2 separate regions of the Bos taurus genome follow, and region 1 is linked to region 2. A link is a contact called in public Hi-C data. All regions are on one chromosome and are shown on one strand. Each heading gives the region's core, a stretch centred on a gene start, on an enhancer-like site or on the middle of the called end of the contact. The rest is flanking DNA. Distances are from core to core; before and after follow the strand shown.

Region 1 (3,565 bases), core at 456-2,955, 45 kb before region 2:
TTGTATGCAATGCCCCAAACAGGCAAATCCATAGAGATAGAAAGTAGATCAGGTTTCCAGAGCAAGGGGGTGGAGGGTAGATGAGCAGTAGCTGCAGATGGGTATGAAGTTTTTCTTAGGGTTAATAAATATATTCTGAAATTGGACAGCAGTAATGGTTATAGAGGGCATCCCAGGTGGCGCAGTGGTAAAGAATCTGCCTGCCAATGCAAGAGATGCAAGAAACATGGGTTCAATCCCTGATCAGGAAGATCCCCTGGAGTAGGAACTGGCAACCCGCTCCAATATCCTTGCCTGTACAAATCCCATGGACAGAGGAGCCTGGTGGGCTATAGTCCATGGGGTCGCAGAGTCGGACGTGATTGAGCGCACACACATACACACAATGGTTACAGAAGTGTTAATCCACTAAAACCAATGAATTGTATATCTTAAAAGAGTAAATTTCATGATATATGAATTATATGCTAATAAAATTTTTTAAAAGTTCTTTTTTAAGGTTGGTTAAATAAAGTCAGGAGTTGTATTAACAGTAACTCACTGATGCTGGTTTCTTAATTTTGACAGAAGTACTGTGACAACGTAAGCTGTCAGCATCAGGAAAATCTGGGTGCCAGGTACATGGGGACTCCCATGTTATCTCTGCAATTTTTCTGTAAGTCTACAATTATTCCAAAATACAAAGTGTACTTCACAAAAAGGTGGCTCCTATAGAGTTAACTATTATGTAATTATTGAATGAGGCTACACAACTGTAGTGTACCTCCCCTCTAGAAGGCAGCTGCTCAAGGGCAGACAGAGCTCACAGGTCTAGTCCGCAGACTCTCAATGCACGTCAGCAGGGGGGCTGTATGTGTAACAACAAATGTGGTCCTTTTCCCTCCTGCAAGAGCAGGGAAAGATCCCTGAAGCTTCACGACCATACCAGAAGGGAAACACTGTCACCCAGGAAGCCATCAGCCCAAGAGACTCTTAGTTTTCCACCACTGTTTATATATACATGCAATTGTGTTTGGCCAAACCCACTGTCCACTTAAGCCAAACCCTCCGACACAGCCTGCAGTGGTCTGGGGTCCTGGGACACCTAGCCGGGCATTGCTGACCCTCCCTCCTCCAGCAGAGGAGGTAACTCTCTTGATGTCCCATTGCATACACATTGCATATAACCTGATTAGGGCCCCACAGACCTCTACATGTTTACAAGTCTCCTCCCCTAACTGAATCTAAGTCCAAGGGCAGAGACAATCCTTTATTTATTCTTATTCCCCCAAGGTCTTATAGATATACACCCAAGCAATGATCAAGTTCAGTCATAAATGGGTAAACTGGGAGAGTTCAGGAAGCATAGGGTAACATCATTCCTACAGGAAATCTGGTCTCAGCAGAGAAGGACTAAAAAGCAGAAATCCTTCCTGGTCTTCTCTTTCTTACATGGACATCACTAGTGGGTTGAGGTTTTGGTTTTGCGAGCACAGGGTGGGTATCTCAGTCCGACCAACCTGGGAGCCGCAGCTGCTTGTTTTCTAGAGACACGGGTGGTGGCAACTGGGCTGTGGGGGTTGGGGTAGGGGGGCAGGCTTCACATGCTCTGCCAGGCTGATGGCAGCGCTGCTTCCTGTGGGGCCACTGACATCAAAGGCCAGCCGTGCGCAGGGGGCACGCGGGTGTCCCAACAGCAGGCAGCAAGCAGGGTCATGTGAAGTTCAGCACTGGGGCTTTCTCAGTCCATTGGGTTTTACTCATCCCCTGTCCATGAGGCGTGTTTCTCCCCCTCCCGCTCCTCTTTGTGTGCGTGTGTTTTAATTATTCGAGGGCTCTTGGCTTGCTTTCCTAACCCCACATAACATTTCCCTCCGCTACTGAGAAAGGAGGCATTCCATCCGCTGGAAAGCAGTCAAAGAGGCCAGGGAGAATTCCAGCTCTGTGCACGAACCCTTGGGGACACGGTCTGTGTCCACGTGCCAAAGAGGAGGATGGGAGGATGACATGAGCAGGGCAGCAGGAAGCTCTTGGAAGCCGCGTGGCCCACTGCCCCCTCCCACCCATTTTACAGATGAGGGTCACGAGTCCCAGAGGGTTCCAGCAACTTGCACAGGGTCACCCAGCTTCCATCAGAGCAAAAGGACTCAATTTTTTACAACTGCTACCATAAAGCATTTTTCAGTCCAGGCAAGCACTCTGCATAAAAAACATTCCCCCACACAAAGAATTTACAGTGGAAATCATGTCTCACAAACCAGCAAGCCATGAAAATTTTCTAATCACCAAGCATCAAAAAAAACCCAATGTGCAGATTCACCCCATGCCTTCATTTGACAAGCTTTATTAAGTGACTACTCTCCACCTGGCATGGTGTTAGGCTGAGAGGACTCGAGGGTGAATTTGAACTGATCCCCCTGCCTTCGAGAAGAACCCAAAGGTTGTCTGTGAGACAAAGACCGATCCGTGGAAAATAAGTTTGGGACCTTTAGCGCAAGCTCACCTCCTCTGACGAAAACATCCAAATCAAAACTAACTGCTGAAAAAACCATCACCAAAAAGATGCTGGAACCTACCAAAAAGGATACCCTACAATCATACAAGTCCGACTTTATGTAATAGTCATAAGAAGTAATACCTTCTATGATCTTCATAATTTTTATCTCAACCTCCAGATCATTGAAACCTCTAGATTTTCAGTTTTTCCTTCTTCTCAAATGAAAAAAAGAAGCACAATGATCTGTTTCAATATATTAAGTCATAAGCCACAAGGCATAAGCAAGGGCCAAAAGCTCAGTTTAGAACCAGTGCAGTCCAGGGAACAGAGCTCACACAAGGCTAGACTGCCCTGCAGTCCTGAGCAGTGATGTGCAGAATGACCCGAATGCCAGCACCCCGCCAGCCTCGGCGACCCAGAGACCAGCCCCACAGAGCCTTTGCCCTCAGGGGGCTCACTGTTCAGGCTAAAAATAAAATAAAAACCTAGAAACATGATTTTCTACTAAGATTTAGGTGTGCTCGGCAGCTGTGGCGGTAGAGGGGGTGAGAGGGCAGGCGGAGGACACTTAGCAATGGCTAGGAGGAGGGGACGCCTGTAGGCTGCTTCCTGGAGGAGACCAAGATGGAATTACATTGTGAAGGAAGCTAGCTGAATAGGTTTGGGACATTCCATGGGCATGAGGCGAGGCAAAGAGGCAAGAAATAGCCTGGGGAAGGGTGGGGCAGGCATGCAGTACTCAAGTCAGAGTGAGAATTCTCAGCCTTGATGGGCAAAGAGTGATCACTGGGAATTCCAATGATCTTCAAAGGTCTCTCCCAGGATCGCGGAGAATTCTCAGCCTTGATGGGCAAAGAGTGATCACCGGGAATTCGAATTATCTTCACAGGTCTCTCCCAGGATCGCGGTTGTACTTGATATGTGTCACCTGAGTGTACATGTGAATCTCTGACATTTGTGGCAAATATGGAACCTCAGAGTGATTTCAGCTGCCAAGTGGGAAAGCTCCTTACCAGAGCCATCAAAGGCAAGGCTGAGTGAGGAGACATAGGAGGTGCCATGCAGACCCCGAGGGACAAGCTGAAGCAT
Region 2 (3,275 bases), core at 313-2,812:
AATTAAGACGTTCAAAGGAGGCCAAGAGGGAGACACAGAAAGCTAGGATACCTCCCCCCTCAACACATCCCAATTTCCAGCCAGGCGCAGCTAAGCTAAGAGAAGGCCGTGGGGAGTGGAGAGAAGTCACTGACCCCTTCTATCAGCCATCTGTGAGCTCCTGCCAGACCTAGCTAGCGCGAAGTGGAGGATAAAGGAGGTCCAGACAGATGGCAAAGCGCTTTGGGAAGGAGGGCTCCGTAGGAATGCGAGGGCCGATGCGAGGCCCACTTTGGGGTGCGTTTTGTTATCTCCTCGGCTCCAAACCCCCCTCCTTTCGGCACCCACCCGCAATCTCAGACTGAAAGAAGGGCAAAAAACAGTCGGGGGAGGCGGGGGAGAAGACCCCACTCTCCGCCACTTATCTCTCTCATTTGAAAGTCAGAGCACTGCACTGCAACTAAAGTGCGTGTGTGCGGAGGGGGCGGGAGACTGGCACAACCGAATCTAAAAATACTCGATAAAAATGCTAATCCCGAAGGCAAAGAGAGAACGAAGAAGGAATCTGTCAATCACGAGGCTCCCGCTCCTCACCCACAGCCCCAGCTGTACGGACTGCATTCCTGTCGAGAAGGAAAGAAGTGGGGGGACAGGAATGAAGAAAAGAAAGGGAGAGACACCACCACCTCTCCGAGCGCGGGCCGCGGGGGCGGGAGGCGGCGGCGGAGGAGGGGCTCGGGCCCGCGGAGCCGAACAAAGCGGGCCTCAAGTTCTATCCCGCAGCTCCCCGGGGTGTGTGGGGGGGTGCCTATCCTGCAGCACCCCCTTTCCCGGAGGTGAAAAGCCAATGCGGGGTCTGGGAGAGCGAGTGCCGCGTGGAAGTCCCAGGCTCTGAATCTTTGCAATTCTAGAAAAGGTTTTGTTTGGGGTCCCCCTCACCCGCTTCCTGCCTGCGTTCCCACCCCTCGTATATACACACACACGCACACAATCCCTCCTGCTCCAATCCCACCAGGCCGGCCCCGCCACGCTATGGGGCTGGGCGGGCGCGCCCCAAGGTCCCTCCAGCCCCCACCTGGGGATGGTGATGCACTTGGTGTTGACGTTCTGCGTGGTGATGGCTTTCTCCAGCTCGTCCAGCTGCCCCGTCTTCTTGAGCTTCTTGACCAAACTCTTGACTGCCTTCTCGCACCACTTCTCCTCCTGCCCGTTCTGCTCGCCCTTTTTCCAGCCCAGCAGGCGCTTCACGATCGGGGGAGTGAAAGGCAGGATGGACGACATGGTTGGGGAGGGCGCGCGAGCTGCGAGGAGCGCCCCCGGCGGGGCTGGGCGCGGCGGGACGCCGGGGGCGCAGCGAGGAGCTCAGCCCGGGCCGGCCGCGGCCGCCCAAACTTCGCTTCAACTCTCGGCGAACTTGCTGGTTCTCCGGGCCCGGCCGCGGCGCTGCAGCCGGCGGGGCTCGGCGCGCGGCCCTGCGCCCCGGGCGTCTCCCACGGCGGGGAGAAGGACGGCGGGGCGGCGGGCAGGCAGTAGCGAAGCGGGATCGGGAAGGCCAGGGACGCGGGGCGGAGGCGGCGGCCGCGGGGACCGGAGTGGCAGAAGAAAGTTTGGGTTTCCGCACGGGGTGGCTGTTTGGGTGCCGCCTCCAGGAAGGAAAGTCCAACCCCCAGCCAAACTTTGCTCGCCTCGCTCGCTTTGATGCGCAGATCCCTCCGCCTCGGCAGCCTCGCCTCCCCGCTGCCCTCCTCCTTCCCAGCTCGCTCGCTAGCTGGGCCGGCCCGGGGCGTGCGCCGCGCTCCTACTCCCGCCCGCTCCCAGTCTGTGTTTCATGCAAATCCGCGTGCAGCCTCCTTTCCAAGCGCTGTCACCGCCCCCTTGCCGCTGGGGCTCCCCGCCTCCTCCCCCGCGCCCTGCCGCCTCCTCCTGCGGGCGCCTTGCCCGCGCCCCCCCACTCCGCCTCCGGGAGGGCTCCTGGCCTTCCCCCCGCCCGACGCGGAGCACTCCCACGTGGGCGACCTGGGACAGCGGCCGCCAGGGCTGGAGCGCGCAGGACCCCGCGCGGCCCCGACCTGAAGTCCAGCGGACGCCGGGAGGAAGTCGTGGGAACGGAGCGGCGAGAAGGGCCCCTGGCGGGAGGGCCGGGCTCGGGTCGTGGCGTCCGCTCTCGGAACCCACACTCAGGAAACTCAGCTGGAGTGGCGGGCCCGAGGGTTAGACTCGCACGAACGGACGAGAGCGGGCTGGCCACAGGCAGGCGGTGCGCTCCTGGGAGGACCCCGGCTCGAGGGAGGACTCGCGGAAGGTTGAGGCCCAGGAAGTCGGGGCGCGCACCAGGACGCTGGCGCGCGGATCCCAGTCAGGGGCCGTGGCGGCGCCGGGGACTCGGGGGGCTGTTTTTATTCTCGCACCAGTGTGACCGTTCCAGTTTAGAGCCCCAGGGATTAGGGATTAGGGAGAGGCTCCCAGAAGTGCCGATTTGGGGACCCCAGTGACTCCCCGGATAATAGCTGGAGTCAGGGGTCCCTTGGGCCTTTGGGAATCAAGTGCCCCGCAGAAAATGGGCCTCAGAGTCATTCGTTAAGCTCAGGAAGAAATGAATGGGGGAGCCTTAGAACTTATCTGTAGAGGAAAAGTTTCATTACAGGATGCTGGAATCCTATGGGAAACAAAGTATCCGAAATTCAACAGCCAGTAAATAGGAGAGAGTTTTGTTTTCAAAGCTGTGAACTCGCAAGAAGTGGAGCAAAAGGGCAGTCTTTGGGGACCTTATATATTCCACATTAGCTTCGGTGGGAAGCAAAGGAACACCAGGATATCGGGGGTGCTCTGGGGCTTTTCTCTCCGCCAACACAATTCAGGGGCGTCTACCCACAGACCGCTCACTCTGCGGTAGTCAGCAGTTACCCCAGGCCCCCAGGGCCTTTCTCCTGCAGCCCCTCCCCTACCAGACCTCTTAGCCTTTGTTTGTTTTTAACAGCAGGAAACTCCCTTGGTGAGAAAGAAGTGATCCGCAAACCCTCTAGCGGGTGGGGAGTTACAGAGCCCTGTGAGGTGTGGCCTAATCCACAAGTCAGCCCAGAAGCTGCAGGGGTCCCTGCCTGGAAGGAGAGAAAGAGCTCTGGCAAGCCTGTCAGCTGCTGGGGCTGAGCCCAGGGCTCCCCTCCTAATTCCCTGCCTGCTTGGACCTTAAAGGAGAGTCCCCTGAACCCCAAATGGGGCTTAATGACCTGCTCCCCACTCCTGGCCGGTGCTCGGAACTAACCAGCAGCCACTATAATCTGGTTTCATTCCCTTCC

The links. A called contact is a pair of places that touch in the nucleus more often than the background predicts.
Region 1: a contact with region 2 is called in a Hi-C map of liver, with 2.3 times the contacts expected there. The contact joins the enhancer-like site here to the promoter of SMAD3 in region 2. A contact is called at or near these places in 2 of 11 Hi-C or Micro-C datasets (liver and skin fibroblasts).

Annotation. Positions count from the first base shown.
Region 1 is chr10:13,938,516-13,942,080 of ARS-UCD2.0, reverse strand. All of the region lies in intron 1 of SMAD3 (SMAD family member 3), which reads right to left. Among named protein-coding and RNA genes, the nearest start is that of SMAD3, 45 kb to the right of the region's middle. Within about 2 kb of position 1,705, at least 14 of the 102 cell types and tissues checked have an H3K27ac peak or open chromatin away from gene starts, as enhancers often do. A contact at or near this core is called in liver, where this site is marked.
Region 2 is chr10:13,894,070-13,897,344 of ARS-UCD2.0, reverse strand. It overlaps SMAD3 (SMAD family member 3), which reads right to left and starts at 1,562. Exons shown (of 9, transcript NM_001205805.1): 1 at 1,055-1,562. The coding sequence starts at 1,260.